Linked DNA regions of Mus musculus: regions 2, 3, 4, 5 and 6 are each linked to region 1. A link is a contact called in public promoter capture Hi-C and targeted proximity ligation data. All regions are on one chromosome and are shown on one strand. The core of a region is the stretch at or near the end of the contact, and the rest is flanking DNA. Distances in the headings are between cores, read along the strand shown. Region 1 holds the start of Cdc37l1 (cell division cycle 37-like 1). Region 2 holds the start of D930032P07Rik (RIKEN cDNA D930032P07 gene). Region 3 overlaps Jak2 (Janus kinase 2). Region 4 has its middle 35 kb from the start of A930007I19Rik. Region 5 overlaps Pdcd1lg2 (programmed cell death 1 ligand 2). Region 6 overlaps Pdcd1lg2 (programmed cell death 1 ligand 2).

Region 1 (2,952 bases), core at 425-2,924:
GTAAATTTTATCACCATTTAAAAGCCTTCTCATCCAAATAAAATGCTATAGTATTTCTCTGGATAGGCAGTGCAGAAGCGTCCTGAAAAGAACACCGGACTGGGAGTCATGAGTTCTAGTGGGGACCCTGCACTGTCTAACTAAATGACCCTGGGAGATCTCCTTTAGTGAAGGCAATAGAAGCCTTCTTAAACCCCATCACCTAAACAAATGCACAGGTAAAATCGTTTTAAAATGTTGGGTTTCTTGGATTACTTCTTCGAGTCAACCACAGTGCACTGAAATTGAGGCAGTTTCCCCTTGCCTGTCCAAATTGACACCAGCAACTTTTCGTTTTCTCCCTCTGCAATACTAAGTATACACAGATGATACTAGTGATCCGTAACTAGGTGACTACTGACCCATCAATTCTCATTTTGCCTTACTTTCCCTATGACTAGTTGGCTGACCATAGTCTGTGGTTATGAAACAGCATACTGTGGGTGAGCCCAATCAACTCAGCTGACTGACTTGCGGGCAGACAATTTAAACCAGTCATCTTTAAGAAAAGCTATTATAATATTGGACCACATTTTTGCAAAAACGCCTGGAAATCAGACACCTACAATCAATTTCATTGAAAAGATTAGTGTTCAGTCTATGCTTTTGAAATCTGGTTCAAAACACACCCAGGTGAAAAGTCGGGAGAAGGTGATGTTCGCAGCATAGCACAGCACCCCTATAAAAGCCATAACTGGCATATAACACTTGACAGTTTCCGAGGCAAGAAAGCTGGGTTGAAAAACACATGTAGTATCAGAAACTTCGGGAAGAAGCCTGAAAGCCAATTCGGTGGCTGTATGTTTTCACCGGAGGCTGACGCGGAATCAAACTATGAATACAGTAAAGGACCAATGATAGAAACGGAGGTGTGTGCCAGCGTCAAAGGCAAGGCTTACAGAATTTGCTGAGATGTCAGCGCGGCAAAGAGCACGTGAGATGTTTATGTCAGGACTCGGTGTACTATTTTAGAAGTACAATCACTCTCTGTTCCTATCAACTGTGCACAAAGTAGCTGGAGCTCGTAATAAAGGCTCGGATGAAAGCACGCACCAGAGGACAAAGGGTCAATGTTATACACTTGAGCGGCCCCCAAAGCTCCACGCAGACAGCAGCAGAGAGGGGGAGGAGGAACCTCTCGCAAAGGTGAGGGGCAACCAGCCCCGGTGCAGGGACAAGTGTGCGTGGACGTGGAGGTCGGGAATGCGCGCGTGATCGCCTCCTTTTCTCGCGGAAGATGCTGCCAGAGCTGTGGCTTGGCATCAGGCTCCCCCGCGATGCCCGCAGACATTTCCCATCCCCCGCCCCCGGCAGAACGCAGGCCGCTCTCACCTGGGCGCCGCCGTCCGGTACCGGAGAGTAGTGGGACGAAGAGGGGGACACGTCTAAGTCACTCTCCTCCTCGGTTTCCCCGCCAGTCCTCGGGAAGCTCCAGGGGCCCGGTGGCGGCCACGGCTGCTCCATGTCCCACTGGTCCGGGCCCGGCAACCGCCAGCGCCAACGGCCCTGGCGTGAGTGGAACCTGCTGGGCGGAGCCAGCCGCCCGGCCGGCCACGGTCGTTACCCAGAATCCCTCTGCCCCTGGCGAAGCCGATGCACCCCCGGAGCAGGCCTGGACTGTGCCGCCGGCGGACTGCGGAAGAAGAAGTAGCCGGCCGGGACGTCATTTCCGGGGGCGTGACCGGGCGTGGCCACGTCTGGACGAAGAAGCAAAGTCTGGAGTTTAAGTCCGGGAAAGCTAACTAGGGTTTCTGCAGGTTCGGATCCGGGCGTTCAAAGGGTGTTCTGACTTGTCCCTCTTCTATTTCAAAAGCTCCTTCGTGTAGAGCAATCTAAGTCGGAGTCGAGGGGGACCGATTTAGAAAGCACAGCCAACTTTCCTTTAACTTCAAATTACCCGCGACAAGACTGTTCTCCAAACCCTGCTACAGCGGAGGAGGACACTAAAAATAAAATACTGGGGCAAGCACATTTGTAAAGAATTGAGACAAGTAGTAGACGTATCAGAGGGCTTTCCGTTCCTCGTGTCTTTTTAGAATCGTGAAGATCCGAGTACTCACTGTCCCTTTTCTTTTTGAGACAAAATGACCCACCATAGCCCGAGAACACATTTTAAGCGAAAAACTCAAAGATTGGGAATGTACCCTGGCAGTAGAGTGCTCATTTAACTAACACAGGCAAGGCCCTGATTTTAGTTTCTAGGACCAGGGAGAGGGAAACAGACACCTAGGAACTAGGAAAGTCTAACTTCACAACCCGCACGTTTAACAATTTAGCTTGTTGTCTATTCGCAATCAGATAAGACGACAGACTATCAGTCTTTCAAGCTTTGATTGATTGGCAAACTGTAGGTAGGGGTGTGTGGGGGCGTGAGGTTCACAAGGGTAGGCCAGAGGACCACATCAGTTCTCCTGCTCTGTTATTTTTCACAGCATTCCCTTGAGACAAGGTTTCTTCTCGCTGAGCTCAGAGAACTGACACCAAGCCTTCTGTCTCAGCCCATTTAGAGCTAGGATTAGAGGTGCAGGTTTGTTGGGTATTTGAACTACCGTCCTCATGCTTGCTCAGCTACCATTTTTACCTACTGAGTCATCTGCCTTAGCCCTGACTGGCAAACGCTAAAGGCTCGTTAATCCTAATGGTCGAGCGATAGATGAGAAAAATGCTGTTAAGCATGCTGTGTAACATTTAAGGAAGAGGGATGACATGAAAAGCCTATGTGCTTCAGTTCAGCTCTTTCATGATCAGGAAAATACCCAACAGTATTTTTACAGCGGAATCTAATACAAAGACAGTTTTGGGGTGGTAAAAGAAAGCTAAAAATAAGTAAGTAGAAGCAATGGAAGAGTAGATCTCAGCGTGCTGATGTGGAAATATCTCTGAAATGAACAAGTCTGTAATCCTGGGAAAGGC
Region 2 (3,137 bases), core at 80-2,579, 310 kb after region 1:
GAGAGAGAAGGCGCTAGAGAGTGTGGGGGCGGTCAAGCCTGGGGACGCAAACTCGGGATTAGAAAGAGTTTCTGCATGCCGGCTTGGTGGCATTCGCACGGGTTTGAGGACAGGAGCACACCAACTCCCCCAGACTCACAGGGCTTCTAGAGACCTAGGCACACCTTACCGAGGCTGATGGCAATACTCATTTAGCCATCAAACTGGCTGTCAGTTACCTAAGAGCGCGGGGTGTAGACAGAAAGGAAACCAACAAGGTGTGGAAGTTTCGTTTATGAGGGAGAGTCTCCGTGCCTTTTAACTGAAAATACAGGTACCAGAAGGTTACACAATCAGGGCCAGATACAGGGCGAGCACCGGGGTCCTACTTAGGGAAACTTTGGCAAAGTGGGGAGTGATGGGACTTTGAGGTCTTTAGCTCACAGTCGGGGTTGTAGTTGTCTTTTCGGCTTCCACGTGTTTATGGGGCGCCACGAAGGCTGTTTTTCACTTCTCCGTCTCATCCAAGTTGGTGTCCCCATTGTTCAGTGAGGTCCTCGGGTTTGGGGGCACAGCTACTAGTTAGGAGCGGTGCATCGACCCGCAGCCGCCAAGTTTTCAACTGTAACCTCCCACGCCACGAAATCGCAGACACATTCAGACACCTAGCACTCCCCGCCGGGTTTGTCACCTCGCGTTTACATTTTTATGGGCCGGGGACAAAATGTCAGCACTGTTTGGGAAATGTCTGTCTCGAGTCCCGCTTCAAGGCTCCGGTCCCTATAAATGACCCTGTGTCTATTTTGAAGTCGGTCGGGATCACTTTCTGGAAAGCGTGAGTGAGCTGTTGGCTCTCCTAGACACACACCTTGCCCCAAGCAACAGTTCCAAGTTACTCACTAGAGCTGACAAGTCACCCGGGGGACGAGAAACTCACCCAAGTGTCTGAAAACCTTGACCAGGGCGGATTTGTCATCCTACTATGGATGATTCAAGTAGGTACCTGGAGGAAACTTTTGGAGGTTTCCTTTTTTTTTTTCTTTTTTTGGCAAAAAGGTTCGTCGAGGTCGCGCCCTTAGATCTGGTAGTGTGTTTGGGAGGCAATAGCAAAACGACACTCGTGGGGGCAGGGAGGGTAGTCGCCCCGTGGTCCGGACAGGGTCACAGTGCAGGGCCCTATGTACCCCAGTGCGGCTCCGGGTGCTTTGGCCAGCAGGGTCCCCCGCAGCCCGGCTTCCTAACTGGCGGCCTTTCAGCCCCTTACTTACTCAGAAAGTGGTTGCACAACAGGAAGCCGGCACGAGTTTGTTTTGTTTTGTTGCGTTCTCTCGCTCGCGCCGCGGGAGGGGGAGGGGGGAGAGCGGGGGCGGTCTGGTTGCCCAGAGCACCGGGAAGGCTCCACTTCACCTCCGGACCCGCCCCTCGCTCACCTCCGGAGATCCCTGAGGCTAGGACCCAAGACCCCCCGCGGGGCAAAGGTGTGTGGGTGTGCCGTGTGTGGGAGGGTGCTGAGGACCCCAGGAGGGGTGTTCACCCACTGTCCCGGGCCGCACATCTTGACCCCGCACCCCTAGCCACTCCTGGTTCCTCTGCTCTGTGTACCTCCCTTCCTGGCTTGTCTTCCTTGACATCCGCTAGGTCCCATGGGATAGAGTGTAGGGGATCACTTCCGGAATTCTCCAGAGCAGTGCCCGCAGGGACTGCACTCCAGCAATTGCAATTGGAGAGGACACCTTTCCAATTCCTTAGAGCTTTAGGACTTCAACATCTCTTGAATTGGGGGTAGTGGTCTCAGGTGGCCCTAGAGTTGGTGAGGAAAGAGAAGTTTATACAGCTCCCCCCAGTGGACCAGTTCTCTGGGTTATGGGACCCAGAGAAAGAACCCCTGCCAAACTTAAGCATCTAGAAAAAACACTGAGGCTCACAGTGGAGAGCATTTCTTGGCCCGAAGGTGAACTCCAGACAAATGCAAACTCTCTTGTGTCCGTTCTGAAGCTTTGATGAGTCACGATTTCTTCATTGGGAAGTAGCCAGGCCCGGTTCCCTAAATGTCTCCGTGCCCGTTGGACTTCAATTTTTAGACTACGTTAGGAATTTTGATTCATTGTAAAAATGAATTTGGGTTAGTTTAAAAATTCTTACTCCTCCTTTTTCTCTTTGGTTTCCTGTGAGGCTACACAAAGCAGGTGCAGCCTGCAAAAGTTTGCAGAAAAACAATGAAGGCTGTCCCTGGAAATGATCTATAGAGAGAGAACTGTGTGAGAGGGCACCCCCCCCCCTTCTCTAGTGAGAACTGCTGACATTTAAGGCCTTTACTAGGATCTGCTACAGTGTTCATTTAGAGGAGCTCCAGCCCCTCCCCCTTGAACTGAAGGAGGCTTTCTTCCCATTCTTATTGCTACTTAGTTCGTGTCTTTTCTTTCCTGTCAGGACTCAGGCCTCCTTCAGAGTGAGTAATTACTTCTGTGTGCTCTGGGTGGATTCCCTGTCTCCTTGCTTCCCTTGAGGTCAGTTCAGGTAGAGTGGCTTTTCTTCACGCCATCGTTGGTCCATCCAATGTTTCCACCAGTTTCATTGGCGATTCTACCAAAGTTCTTCCGGTTAGCAGAGTTTGGATACCTGGAGTTGTCCCGTTTGGAAAGTGACTCTCCTTGGATGGACTCTGGAGTATACCTAGTGGGGTGGATTTTTTGCCTGACCCAAAAAAAAAAAAAAAAAAAATCCCGACTGGGGACAGTTGAATGGCTGGAAGTGATGCTTTGTAAAAGTTCTGCCTTTCTTCATGTGGCATTCAGGATCATTTGATTTTGGAGGACTGCCAGTGTTCTCTCTCACTAGCTCTCCTCCCCGAAACGCGTCCCCCGTTGCCTTTACTACTAGTAAAGTAGGCCTGAGGGCATTCTGTCTATATTGGCATCATAGTTATTGATCACCGGAGTTGGAATGTTAGTTTGTAATTCTCCAAGATGGCAAGAGTTGTTCTGAAGTTGCTGATCCTGGGAAAGGAGCCAGAACCTACTCTTACCCTTTGTGGAGAAGCCATTTCCTGTGTTTTCTGCAATTATTTCTCTATAGAGGAAGGAAGTTATAGTATAAATAAGGTGCCAATACAGGCTTAACTCTTTAATGTTTGGCTGGTTGATAAACTCAATCAGGAC
Region 3 (3,078 bases), core at 415-2,914, 300 kb before region 1:
TTTGTTTTCCAACAGATTTTTGAAACATAGGTTTCTATCATACATTCTCTAATTTCTCATCACACCTATTAGGCCCAGTGATTGACAAACATTTGAGCATGGTGAGTAAGTTATGTAATGGTGAAGGGACGAGGTACATACACCTGCTGCCCTTATACTCAGTTCCTTCACTACATGTGCTGAGTGCTACGTAGGTGCTTTTAGGAAATAATTGAATAACATCTTTACCTTCTATATTTTTATAAAATAAATCTAGATGTTGCTACAAATCCTCTCAAGATTTAGAGCATGTAGCTGCATATATTTTAAAGATAAATATGGATAAACAATCTTCGATGAGATCCAAATTCACGTGCATTTAACAGTGAGTGTCCAGTGCACTCTTATATGCAATCATGTCCCTGGTGCTCTGAATGTCGCAGTTAGTAACCTATTCTAGAATCAGGAAATGTTCTTGTCACTTATTTTCCTCTAAACGATTTGGTAAATATTTTTGGTTGTTGTAAGTAGACTTGAGTATACTTAACGAAATAACCACTTGACACATGGCTAATACTCAAACATCAAAAAATAAAATAAACGTCAAAAACAAAGGCATTATAGTTATTTATGTATTTACATTAACTTTATGAATTATTTATTTTATGACATTTTAAGATATGCCAAGTATGACTATGCCAATTACCATCTCAAGAACTATAATTCTTAATATTAAAAATAAAATACTTCTTGACGGAGAAAGACAGATTACACAACATGTTGCTATTAATAAATGTGACCTACTAACCTCAACAGCAAAGGTCAGAAAGTATTTGTTGAAGTCCTTAGGGCTGCATCGTAGCACATATAGTCCAGTCTGGTTACCCGCCTTCTTTAGTTTGCTAATGGCAAAATCCATTCTACAAGTCAAGGAGAAATCATATGAATGGCAGCTTGCACATGTGACTGACAGCCACAGCAACCAAATAAAAATCACGCCTCAGAACACTCCCTACTATATATAGCTACAAAATTTGTTTTCAAGAGAAATAAGTGTATCGAGTTATTTTGTAGTGAGTTCAAACCAATTCAAGGAATAATTATATTATTTTAAGACACTACGAAACAATAAAGCCACGAGGAAAATTCATTCATTTTGATGTTCTGCTTTTTACAAATTGAATAATTTAAAAAATATACTCCCATAAAATCTCTCATGTCTCTTCTATCCCAGAAATACTAATACAAAATCATCTTTCTATATTTACAACAGTATCAAATCTAACCGAAGATCTGCAGTGACTGGAAAATACCAGTCCAAAAATGTCCTATGTGCCAAAAGAATTAGTATGTGCATAAATTTCAAAGACGCAGCACTGGAGAGCAGGATGTAATTTACACAACAATAGGAGGCCTGCAAAGGTGCTGGGTGGTCATAAGGTCCCTGCCCTGCTGAGAACAGCCAAGAGCCACCTGGAAACAGGGAGTCTCAACTGAAAGACTGCTCAGATTAGACTGGCCTGTGGCCGCGTCTGGGGGATTATCTTGACTGTTAAGGGATGTGGGAGGGTGCTGCCTACGATGCTTTCCTTAGGCAGGCTGCCCATAAACAAGGAGAGTGAGAAAGGAAGCAGGGTTTGCGTGGTTTCTGCCTCGGTTCTTGTTTGAGCTCCTGCTCTGGCACCCTCTATGATGGACTGTGACCTGGACTGTGAGCCAATTAAAAGGCCGTTTCTCTTCATGTTGCTTCTGCTCAGCAACAGAAAGCAAACTAGAACAGTAATTCGTAGCCTTGGGTATTGAAAGGTAAAGAAATGAAAATACAATTAAGTATAAATCCAGACTATATTTAATTAGAATGTCCAAACAGTGAACCTTTTCGGCACTGTGTAAAGTTCCCCTGCACAGTACTGACCTAGAAACATGGGTATTAAGCACACTTTGTAGAACATTTCCCTCTGAAAAATGTACTCTGGTGACCAGGACAGCGTGTCAATGTCTTCCTTACAACTGTCTTGTTGCTTTGAGGAAAGGTCTCTCACTGAGCCAGCAGCACTCAGCTGTCTGTCTGGCCTGAAGCTCTCGGGATGTGCCTGACTGTCTCATCTGTTAGATCGGCTATGTTCAGTCTTGTACTGGAGTGCCTGGAATTCGGACTTCCACAGTCCTTATGCTAACCTACCAGCCAGCTCCTAGAACTGTCCTGTGAAATGTGGCATTACTCACGATATTGGGCCGTGGCAGTTGCTGTGTATGTTCTCGAGCACAGCTGGGGGAGCCACCTCTTTGCAGAGGTAATGGTGCGCATCCGCAGTTAGTCTGTAATACCCGTCAATTAATGACACGAATGACAAGGCTTCTTTTAATGAGCTAAGTTCTATCTCCTAATCAGAAAAGAAAAAGAAAACCATGGAATTAAAAAACCAATTAAATTCTAATGTTGGAAATTCTCTATACTCTATTCTGGTTAATTTCCTCTAAATTGTTCAAATATTTTGTATAACTTCCAGTTAGTTCCCTAGCATGATTTAACAAATCCTTCTATCTGATATGTAAGACCCTCCCAAACACAGGCTTAGCTCACCTTCCCAGTTAGTCACTAACCATTCATAACTATACACTTCAATGACCCTGAGAGAGTTAGTCAGAATCTAATACATACATAAAAGTTGAGATTAATTATAAATACAAACATTTATTTTTATATACTGCTCAGACTAAACTACATGTGTTAGGATATGGAAGTATGCTGAGATTTTTTTTTATTAAAATATATACATATGAACATATAATCAAAAATGTGTCACTTTATCTAATAGAAAAGCACACATACTTAAAAAGTACTTATTTTCCATTTATCAAAATAATCAATGTAATTGAATGCTTTTTAAAAAAGCCCTATTTATAGCAGCAAGAAAAATGCCCTATGTTGAATTAAACTTAACCAAAAAATTGAAAATGATTGTTAAAAGTTTCAAAATACTCTTGTACAATGTAACACATTATCTGCATACACAGAAAATGAATTATGTTCTTGGATAAGGAAATTCAAGATTATAAAAATATAAAAATATCTCCTAAAGTGGGCACAATGGCATA
Region 4 (2,841 bases), core at 20-2,519, 500 kb before region 1:
AGAGAGAGAGGGAGAGAGAGGCATCGTCCCACCCCATCCCCTAAGTCTCTCTTCTGTACCTTATCTGATTTTTGTCTTGCTATGGACAAGTGGATGGATACTCATACTGGCAGATGATAAGAAAGGCAGGTCAAATAAAACACCACGTGGTTTTTTTGTTTGGTTTTGGTTTTTCGAGACATGGTTTCTCTGTATAGCCCTGGCTGTCCTGGAACACACTTTGTAGACCAGGCTGGCCTCGAACTCTTGCAAGTTTACATTGTTCTTCTTCAGCACTCAGGCCTGAGTTCCAGCAAGTACCGCGGGCGGTGACTGCACCACTGTAACAGACGGAATTGATGGGAAAATGCCTACTTCCCCAAGGACCCTGAGTGGCTCTTGCTGCCCTGACTGCGCCCTGGGAGTTGTCTTCAGGGTCCCTCAGAAGCCCTCACAATCTACAACTACAAGAGAAACTCTTGCTTCAGCAAGGCATATCTGAGGCGCTTCTCTGGAATTTATGCCAGTGACCATCCTGAGTGGCCCGGGGAGTGGTTGGACAGCTGGGTGGATTTTGGAGTCCCAATCCTGGAGAGCAAGTCTCGATTCTTGTTCTCCACACGTCACCGGAAAGCATCCAGGCTCAGCGCACTTCTCCGTTCCTCGCTGCTTCTTACCTTACTTCTGATCACGAGCTCCCTTCTGTTTTGAATTCCTTGGAGCCCGTCTCCCTTCATTGGACATACAACTGTATGCAATCTCAGTTTTGATACAACTTTCCCAGCTTGTGATGTATATTTCTCTAGTTTTCTTTGAACCCCCCCAGTGTGAAACATATCTAATACAACGTTTTGTACTCTTCATGACACATAGCTGTCGGGGATTCAAATCACAAGATAGAATGTAATACGCCCCGGGGAGTGGGTGGACCCCATATACCCTTGAAACAGAAGGATGTTGCTGAGATGGTCCAGTGCCTTACCCTGTCACTCAGATGCTCAGTCAGAAAATAAAAGCTCTGGTTGAACTGGCTTTGAACTGTCCCTCAGGGCCTTCATGCTTTCCCAACAGCCCTCACAGAGTCACTTCCACTATGTCGCAGTCACCTGGGGATGACACTCTAAAGACTCTTCATTCTGAGAACATTGAACAAAAGTTTTTGTGTTTTGGGAAAGGACCCTTGCACTCCCTACACATGACTTTTCTACCCTGGGGTGGTTCTTGAAGACAACTTCCCCAAGCAGTCGTCAGAAGGGGTGCTCACACTGTCTCTTGTCACATGTGGTTCATATGCTCAGCCACAGCTCAGTCATGCGTATGTGCTCTGGCCCTTGTGACATCTCCTGAGGCCAGCAGGATGCTGGCAAGCCCAGTGTCTGCTCAAACTTATCTTTTAGTTTCTCTTCAGAGTCTCAGAAAAACACAGGTGGAAATCTGCGCTCGATATTGCGGGAAACACAAGTTGTATGTATAAAATTTTGCCAAAACCCCAGTGAAATTCTAAAATTTAAACATATTTTAAAAAAATAATGTTTAAATGTTTTTATGCTGAAAATACTCAAATTGTGCTTGCCTCTCAAATACAGTGAGAATAAAAATTGCTTACAGTCTCATGGCATGGGCAGAGCTACTCACTATTACTATAATTCTTGTTACACAGCCTTGAAAGCAAAGTGAAAGAAGGAAAAAAAAAAGAAAGGAATATGAAATATAAGCTGTTTGCCCCACCACCTCCCACCCTACTGCTGATCTTTACAAAAGGATTTTAAGGAGGAATTTTCCCCAAATTTTGTAAAGAAACGATCTTGCTAATAACAACATCGTGGAGGTATTTTTGTTGTCTGTGAACACCACAGCATCTCAGTGGCCATTCTGCTTTAGAAAACATACTCTAGAGAAAAATGACAGTTTGCACAAAGCCCAACAGCTAGCTGTCTTAAAAGGAATTTTGTATGCATATGATTCTCCAGAAGGGTCATATTTTTGAACCTTGTTTTTGAACAAAGCCCTCTTGACAGTCTAGGGCACTCCTTTCCAGCCATTTTCTTACCTTGGTTGTTTATTTTGGCTTGGCACTGTACCCCAAATGGTGCTAAGGTGCCCTGCGCATTACCCCACCATCCCCCGCCCCTTCTCTCACACATACCCACCACTATTGGTCTCTCCTCTGGGCTTTGGTATTTGTGAGCTTACATTTCAGTCCTGGCTCAGCAACACTGTCTGCATTTTCTCCTCTGTCTAAGACTTGAACCCCCTGCCCCCATAGGGTCCCATGAGAATGGACAAGTAATAGATGCAAATTGTGTGCTGACTTCATAATAACTTACCAACATACAGAGACTTAAGATGACATTCAACAATTTTTTTTGTATTTCTCTGTAATTTTGTTCTTGAGATTTCCATGGTCCGATGGTAACCTATAATACCAACACAGCTCTATGACTAATCTATTTTCACTCTGCTAGACAAGTTATTTCCAGTTTGGGGACAGAGATGTTGTAACTAAAGCAAGTTCTTTCCCTTCTGTTCTACTTCTTTTCTTTAGAAGAAAATTCCTGGAATAGCATTTCTAAACAGGGACATTAACCTTGAGCAATCTAACTCTGTCTCTCTCTGTCTCTCTGTCTGTCTCTCTGTCTGTCTGTCTGTCTGTCTGTCTCTCTCTTTCTCTCTCTCTCACACACATACAGAGAGAGAGAGAACAACTTTTTGTGCCTACAGTGTCTTCTATATTTTGCATTTCCTTGGAGAGATTTTTGAGCAGCAGAATTACTTGAGCAAACTGGAGGACAAGTGGCCTGCCCTCCATGCTATAAATCCTATATATGCCTCATTGTGCCAATTTATTCTTCCATAAACAAT
Region 5 (3,022 bases), core at 16-2,515, 460 kb before region 1:
TCAGGACAACAATGGCCCAAAGAACTGTAGAAGAGAGAGAAGTTAAAGCTCTTGACTCAGGTTCCTTATGAGGGTCTAGTGTAGAAGGGGCAAATGGTGCAGCTGACGAGAAGGAAGGAAGCCCCTCTTTCCTCATCAGCCATGAAAGTTTAATGGGCTCTGCATGGGACTCTGCTCTAGCAAGGACTCAAGAGCTCTACACCACAGTGGCAGTGAATTAGTTATGGCATCCTCACATGCTACTTGCCATTGGTCTCTGTGCAAGACACATATGGCTGAAGAGGCAGGTGGGACTTCCTGTCGGCCACAGTTGTGTACATTCAACCCCTTACCCACTAGGCCCTCAGCATTGGCTCAGATAGGGCCCTCTGGTGGACTAACTTAGCTCCCTGGGAGGCTAGAAGAGGACCTTAGATCCCCTGGAGCTGGAGTTACAGGTGATCAGGAACTTCCTGATATGGATGCTGGGAATTGAACTCAAGTCCTCTGTAAGATGACTCTCTTAACTCAGGAGCCATTTCTCCAGCCTAATCATCATGGCTTTTCACACACATATACACTTCCATCATTGTATCTCCTTTCCGCTGTGCGGGTACCTTGTCCTTGTATTTATTTTTTTTTTAAGTCTAGAATCTATATATCAAAAGAAATATAATCTCTGTCTGCACCTTCTGAGTAGGGCTTAAAACGATGACCTCTAGCTTCATTTCTTCCCCTGAAAAATGACAGTATTTAATTTTTTCTTTAAGGCTACAAGGTGCTCTGTTATGCACACATATCACATTTTTTTAAAAAATTGTTTATCATTGATGGGAATCTGGCTGATTCTATAACTTGGCTACCATGAAGCTTGGAGGGCAAGCCAAACTCCTTCAGCCCTGGAACAAACTTCCCCTTAAAAAACAAAAAAACCAAAATAAAACAACACAAAACTTCAGCGTGGGTTCAGCTCACTGAAGACTGGACCATGTTCTTCTTGGAGTAGAATGTCCCCAGGGTAATCTCAAAACCCTTCTAGGCTTGAAGTGCTTCTCTGAAGACCCGCAGGCCACAGGCTTACATGGCTTGTAAGTCACTCACCTTCTTCCGTAATACAGCTTCCCCTAGATCCTCTTTCTCTGGATTATCACTATGGCCAGGAAGATCAAAGCGATGGTGCAGGCCGGGATGAAAACATGAAGTGGCCACGTTCTGGGGACTTTGGGTTCCATCCGACCTGGGTGAATGAGAGAACCGGAATCTCATCACAAGGTGGCCCCGAGACAGACTGAGGTGGCTTCCTGTGTGGTTTCTACCACGTGGAAATGAAGTTAAGCCTTCATTCCACATCTCTCTCAAGTAGAGGTTCTTTTCCTTTCACCTCCACCCAGTGAGGCAGCCTCTTCTTTGATCTCCACATTCACCCATGAAAGAAGAAAGGCTGAGAAATGTCCCCAAAGTTAGACAGCAGGTGATTCAGCTATGATGCAGTCCTTTTGTCGCTTTGTTGTTCCACCCACCCACCTATTCGTCATCTTTCTTTTTCCTCCCTCCCACCCTGTCTCTGTCGCTATCTCTACCTCCATCTCTCTTTTCTTCACCATCTGGATTTTCTCATTCAAGTAGAAAAAGTCCCTCAGCTCAAAAATGTATTTTCTCCCTCACTGATAAGAACTCAAGAGCCTAGACTCTGCACTGTTAGTTATTCAATTTTAAACACCAGCAAGGTCCTTTTGAAAGAGCAGAATATCCCCAATGGGCTGACATGTTAAATCCAGCCATTCAGATACAAGTTACCCCTTATCTTGTCTGAACTAACCAAGGTGCTGCCACTGACACATCCATTTAGTGAAGAGGCGATTTAATTTAAAGGCTGGGGAACAGCTTTGCAGAGCACTGGTACCTTCAGGCTGGCCAGATGGAGAGAAAAGAGGGCTACAGAGATGTTGAAAACATGGCAAAGAATAGGCACACAAGTTACCCTATGCCTATTTCTGCTGGCTGCTCTGCTCTTGACCTTCCCTCTACAGAGTATGGGACCATGGGAAAATCTGGCTAAGGAAGGATATATATATATAATCCAGAGTCACTTTAGAGCCAAGGAAGCCTCAGGGATGCTAATCTGTCTATGGTAATTGTTTCCAAGGAAGTAAAACAGCCAGGGTTTTAGATATAGATCTTCTTGATCCAAAACTCAAGCCCCAGAGCTATCATCTTTATCCAAGAGCATGTGAACGCTAGAACCAAAAAGATAAGGGCCAGTTTGGTAGATGTAGGGAGAGGAGCTGAATTGGTTCTTGATTGTGTCAATAAAGAAGGTGGAAGCTAATTGCTGGGTGAAGGGTAAAGGTAGAACTTCCGGGTCCAAGGAGGAGGAGGAGGAGGAGGAGGAGGAGGAGGAGGAGGAGGAGGAGGAGGAGGAGGAGGAAGAGGAGGAGGAGGAGGAGGAAGAGGAGGAGGAGGAAAGAGAAAGGAGTTTGTGGCCATGCTTGGGAACAATGAGATTCTGCTCCCAGCAATTATGCTATCTGACAAGTACTAAGTTAATAAAGCTGTCTAAGTCTCAGAGAGGTGGGCAGAGATAGAGAGAGGCAGTAGCTGGTGGCTAGCTGGGAAGGGCTGGGAGCATAATCGCAGCTCCTGGGAAAGGCACCAGCTGGCCATTGGCGGAGCTAAGCTGGGAAGAATGGGTTTTTCCGAGAGTGGGGATGGCGCAGCAGATCTGCCAAGGAGATAGCATATTTTTAAAATTACATGCAACAGGTAGAGGTGTGTTGCAAACCCTAACTGATCACACTGCTTTTTTTCTACTACATGCATGTTGCAAGGTAGTGCTGTGAGCCAGGCCCCTGCCTCAGCGTCTTTGGGAACCCTTGTTCTGTCCAGGTCTGCTCATAGATCCTTCCATGTATGGAATTTCTGCTTACCCTTGAAGACTTTAGTTTTCTTAGAATGCATTTGGAGGATAGAGTTGGCTCCTAAGCCACCACTCAGTCTGGTATGAAGCCCAGCACCACTGCAGGAGAGACTTAAGTCTCAGTTC
Region 6 (3,013 bases), core at 496-2,995, 440 kb before region 1:
TTCTTGGGAAAGTAGTACTCATGTAGGGAATGCACAGTCATACTTTATTGGCCAGAATAGTCTGTCCCTCCCTCCCTCTCTTCCCTCTTCCCTCTCTCCCTTCGCTTTCGTCCTTTCTCCTTTCTCTCTTTTCTTTCTCTCGCTGACAGGGTCTCACTATGTATCCCAGGCTGTTAGCTCGTCCTCCTCCTGCCTCAGCCTTCTGAGTCCTCAGATTCTAGGTGCCCACCACAACTGTGGCAAACCAGAATATTTTAATTAACCAGGAAGGTTGTCTGTTCCCTGGCCTGACTCCAAAAACCTTTTGGTTTTCCTGCTGGCTGATGTTCACATTGCAATTCACTTTTGGATCATCTTTGGTTATAAGACAGGGTCTTGTTACATAGTTCTGTATAGTCTTGGACTCAAACCTTTCCTGTTTCAGCCTCCTGCGTGCTGGGGTGGCCAGGGTGTGGCCATACTCAGCTTGCCAGTCTCTTTTAATTCAAACTTCCATTATCCTTCAAACCTTAGAAATGAATAAGATTGCTTGCTTTGGCATTTTTCAAGTATCCAAAATATTAATCTCACTTCTGGAGGAGCAGGGAGGGAAAGGGGAGCGTGGTGAGAAGACTCCTAGCCTGCCTGCATTCACTTCTCCCTGAGGCATACTTCACAAGAGACCACACGAATCAGCAACTGTGGGTTACCACCCAGCATACCAGACAGTGATTTTCACAAATGAGCTTTACCAAAAATGACTGGACAGTTTATTACCTCCATTCTCTGCTTTGACTACAACTAGAACATTAATGCACATTTTACACAGATCTGTAGTGTGGAGGAGATGCACACATGCCCAGCATTTGTTTGTGTAACATGGGGCCCAGGAGAAAGGCTCTAAGGTATATGCTTCTATGCAAAACAATGTAAATCATGCGTGTCCTTGCTGGATCAGGCTGAAAAGACCCTCGGATCATACTAGTAAAAAAAAAAAGGATGTAGCTCAGGAATTCCTGTATGATTCCATTCTGTAGAGTCCTTTGCATGCTGAAATAACAAGTTCTTATGTACTTAGTGTTTAGATCCATTCTTAGGAGAACTGTGATGATTAAGTCTTAATTCGATGGGATTTTGAAACACCTAGGAGTCTTAACTGAGCAGGGAAGATCCGCCTGGGAGTGACAGCATCTCATGGACTGGGGTCCTGGGTTAAGTAAAACCGAGAAAGTTAGCTGAGCGTCAGCATCCCTTTCTTCCTGCTTCCTGATGTGACAGCTGCCTCACATCTGCTACCGCGCCTTCCCAACCACTGTGGACTCCTGTGTCCTCTCCAATGGTGAAACAAAATGAACCCTTCTCCCTAAGGTCGCTTCTGCCAGGCTGTTACTTAGGTACCAGCCAGGGAGAAAAGTGACTAAATCAGAAATCATCTCTAAACCCTTCACTCACTTGTAACTAAAAGATACTTTGTTTCAAATCCACTCTGCGGCTCCCTAGGGGGCGGGAAGCATAATCATCCCTCATCAAAGATATACTAAGCTATTTTCTGAGCATTTAGCTTAGGAATTTACTACTACTAAAGTCTGTTTCCCCTTTTAAATTTCAGATGCCCAAACGGAAAACAAGGAGAGAGGTGGTGAAGGGGAAAGAGGAGTGTGCAAGGAAGATAACTGGCTGGGTAGATTTGGAGATGTGTTAACAGCTAAGCTGTTTACCGCTCTATCTTTTTTTTCTCATGAGAGAGGAGAGAGAGCCCATAACTTCCTCTGGAACTCCCCTGTCATTACCGCAGAACTTCCCTCATCCCCTGCCCCAACCTTTTATAAACACATGGCTTCTCTTTTTTTTTCAACCCCACTCCACCCCCACCCCTTGCAGAATAAATGCCTTGAGCTTTAGAAATACATTTTACCTTTCAGATAGGTGACTTTTGGGGGCTTGGGGGTAGTATTTACAAGAGGAAAGAACAATGACCTGACAAACCGTGCATCGGAATACTTCACAATGACTGAGACTTGTTACTTAGACTAACTTCACCTCAGGTATAGCTTCCAAGACATGCAAAGCTTTGGGCTTGATTTCTCACAAAATGGGTAGTTTAGGAGATGCAACATACGTTTGAAATTCTATAACTTTCAGCTTTTTTGTGAATCACAGAGGAAATGAAACCACTTGTAATGGATTCTGTACACAATTCTTTCTCAGGGCTGGCTGTCAGCGGGTTAGACTAACCAAGCAGAAGGCCTCAGCCAGTCTGACACAGGAGCCTTCTGGGACACTGCCTCTGCCCACTCATGGTTGCTTTAACAAAATACCTGTGTGCTGTGTACTGAAGTTCAAGATTCTGGTGGTGGGGGCTCCAAGAAGCTTGGCGCCAGCACACAGCCCTGCCTGTGTGAAGAAGCAGAAAGGGATGGCCATACTCTTGGGGTAGTTTCCCGTTATAACTACCCACTCTTCAAAGACAGATGGGACTCTTTTTATCAGTGTGGACGTTTGGGATTTAATTAACTTCTGTTAGACCCTACCTCTTAAAGCTTACACCACTGCCCTGGAGGTATAAGGGAACAGGAACCTTTGAGGAACATATATCTAGACCATAGACCATAGCAAAGACTTTTTTTTTTCTTAGAAAAAAATATTAATGCCCAAACCCTAATTCGCATTCTTTAGATGAAGTTATTATTGGGGTAAGCAGACATTCGTCTTGCCGTTTCCCTGGAGCTTCTAACTTGCAGACAGTATTGAATAAGTCTAACTAGGCAGATCAAACATCTGCAGTTGCAAACACCGACGACCACCTTGCCACCTGAAACGTTGCTTTCAGCGTCACCTGAGCACTAATTAGAAACACAGTCTCTCAGGCTTGCCCCAAACCTAAAACCCAGGATCTGTGAGGCAGACTTAGGACACTGTGTAACTGGGGAAAGAGTGATAGTTAACCTTTATTAAACACACTGGTCCCAACACCCAGGGACTCTTCTATCCTCTGATTGGTCCTCTGTCATCCCTCCTTAGTAGGTGATACTGT

What was found. Promoter capture Hi-C pulls out the DNA fragments that hold promoters and counts their contacts.
Region 2: a targeted proximity ligation map of pancreatic cancer cells shows a contact between it and region 1. A contact is called at or near these places in 1 of 130 datasets of targeted methods (pancreatic cancer cells) and 1 of 9 other capture datasets (adipose tissue).
Region 3: a promoter capture Hi-C map of embryonic stem cells shows a contact between it and region 1, with 2.6 times the contacts expected there. A contact is called at or near these places in 14 of 39 promoter capture datasets (the 3T3-L1 cell line, 3T3-L1-derived adipocytes, the C10 cell line and 11 more), 11 of 484 Hi-C or Micro-C datasets (the AML12 cell line, B cells, CD8 T cells and 7 more), 11 of 130 datasets of targeted methods (astrocytes, bone marrow-derived macrophages, craniofacial prominence and 8 more) and 2 of 9 other capture datasets (adipose tissue and embryonic stem cells).
Region 4: a targeted proximity ligation map of pro-B cells shows a contact between it and region 1, with 4 times the contacts expected there. A contact is called at or near these places in 3 of 39 promoter capture datasets (cranial neural crest, hematopoietic stem and progenitor cells and hippocampal neurons), 2 of 484 Hi-C or Micro-C datasets (B cells and cortical neurons), 8 of 130 datasets of targeted methods (astrocytes, bone marrow-derived macrophages, embryonic hindbrain and 5 more) and 1 of 9 other capture datasets (embryonic stem cells).
Region 5: a contact with region 1 is called in a targeted proximity ligation map of memory CD8 T cells, with 27 read pairs. A contact is called at or near these places in 3 of 39 promoter capture datasets (the 3T3-L1 cell line, cranial neural crest and liver), 3 of 130 datasets of targeted methods (effector CD8 T cells, extraembryonic endoderm stem cells and memory CD8 T cells) and 1 of 9 other capture datasets (adipose tissue).
Region 6: a promoter capture Hi-C map of hematopoietic stem and progenitor cells shows a contact between it and region 1. A contact is called at or near these places in 4 of 39 promoter capture datasets (the 3T3-L1 cell line, hematopoietic stem and progenitor cells, liver and 1 more) and 1 of 9 other capture datasets (adipose tissue).

Annotation. Positions count from the first base shown.
Region 1 is chr19:28,989,089-28,992,040 of GRCm38.p6, reverse strand. It overlaps Cdc37l1 (cell division cycle 37-like 1), which reads right to left and starts at 1,674. Exons shown (of 7, transcript NM_025950.4): 1 at 1,372-1,674. The coding sequence starts at 1,503.
Region 2 is chr19:28,676,416-28,679,552 of GRCm38.p6, reverse strand. It overlaps D930032P07Rik (RIKEN cDNA D930032P07 gene), which reads right to left and starts at 1,329. Exons shown (of 5, transcript NR_045330.1): 1 at 1,248-1,329. The region is part of intron 1 of Glis3 (GLIS family zinc finger 3); the gene reads left to right.
Region 3 is chr19:29,284,122-29,287,199 of GRCm38.p6, reverse strand. It overlaps Jak2 (Janus kinase 2), which reads right to left. Exons shown (of 25, transcript NM_008413.4): 9 at 2,206-2,363; 10 at 788-899. Among named protein-coding and RNA genes, the nearest start is that of Jak2, 34 kb to the right of the region's middle.
Region 4 is chr19:29,485,104-29,487,944 of GRCm38.p6, reverse strand. No RefSeq gene overlaps it. Among named protein-coding and RNA genes, the nearest start is that of A930007I19Rik, 35 kb to the left of the region's middle.
Region 5 is chr19:29,452,659-29,455,680 of GRCm38.p6, reverse strand. Pdcd1lg2 (programmed cell death 1 ligand 2) reads right to left here. Exons shown (of 6, transcript NM_021396.2): 5 at 1,081-1,216. The coding sequence ends at 1,104. Among named protein-coding and RNA genes, the nearest start is that of Pdcd1lg2, 43 kb to the right of the region's middle.
Region 6 is chr19:29,429,898-29,432,910 of GRCm38.p6, reverse strand. The region is part of intron 2 of Pdcd1lg2 (programmed cell death 1 ligand 2); the gene reads right to left. Among named protein-coding and RNA genes, the nearest start is that of Pdcd1lg2, 20 kb to the right of the region's middle.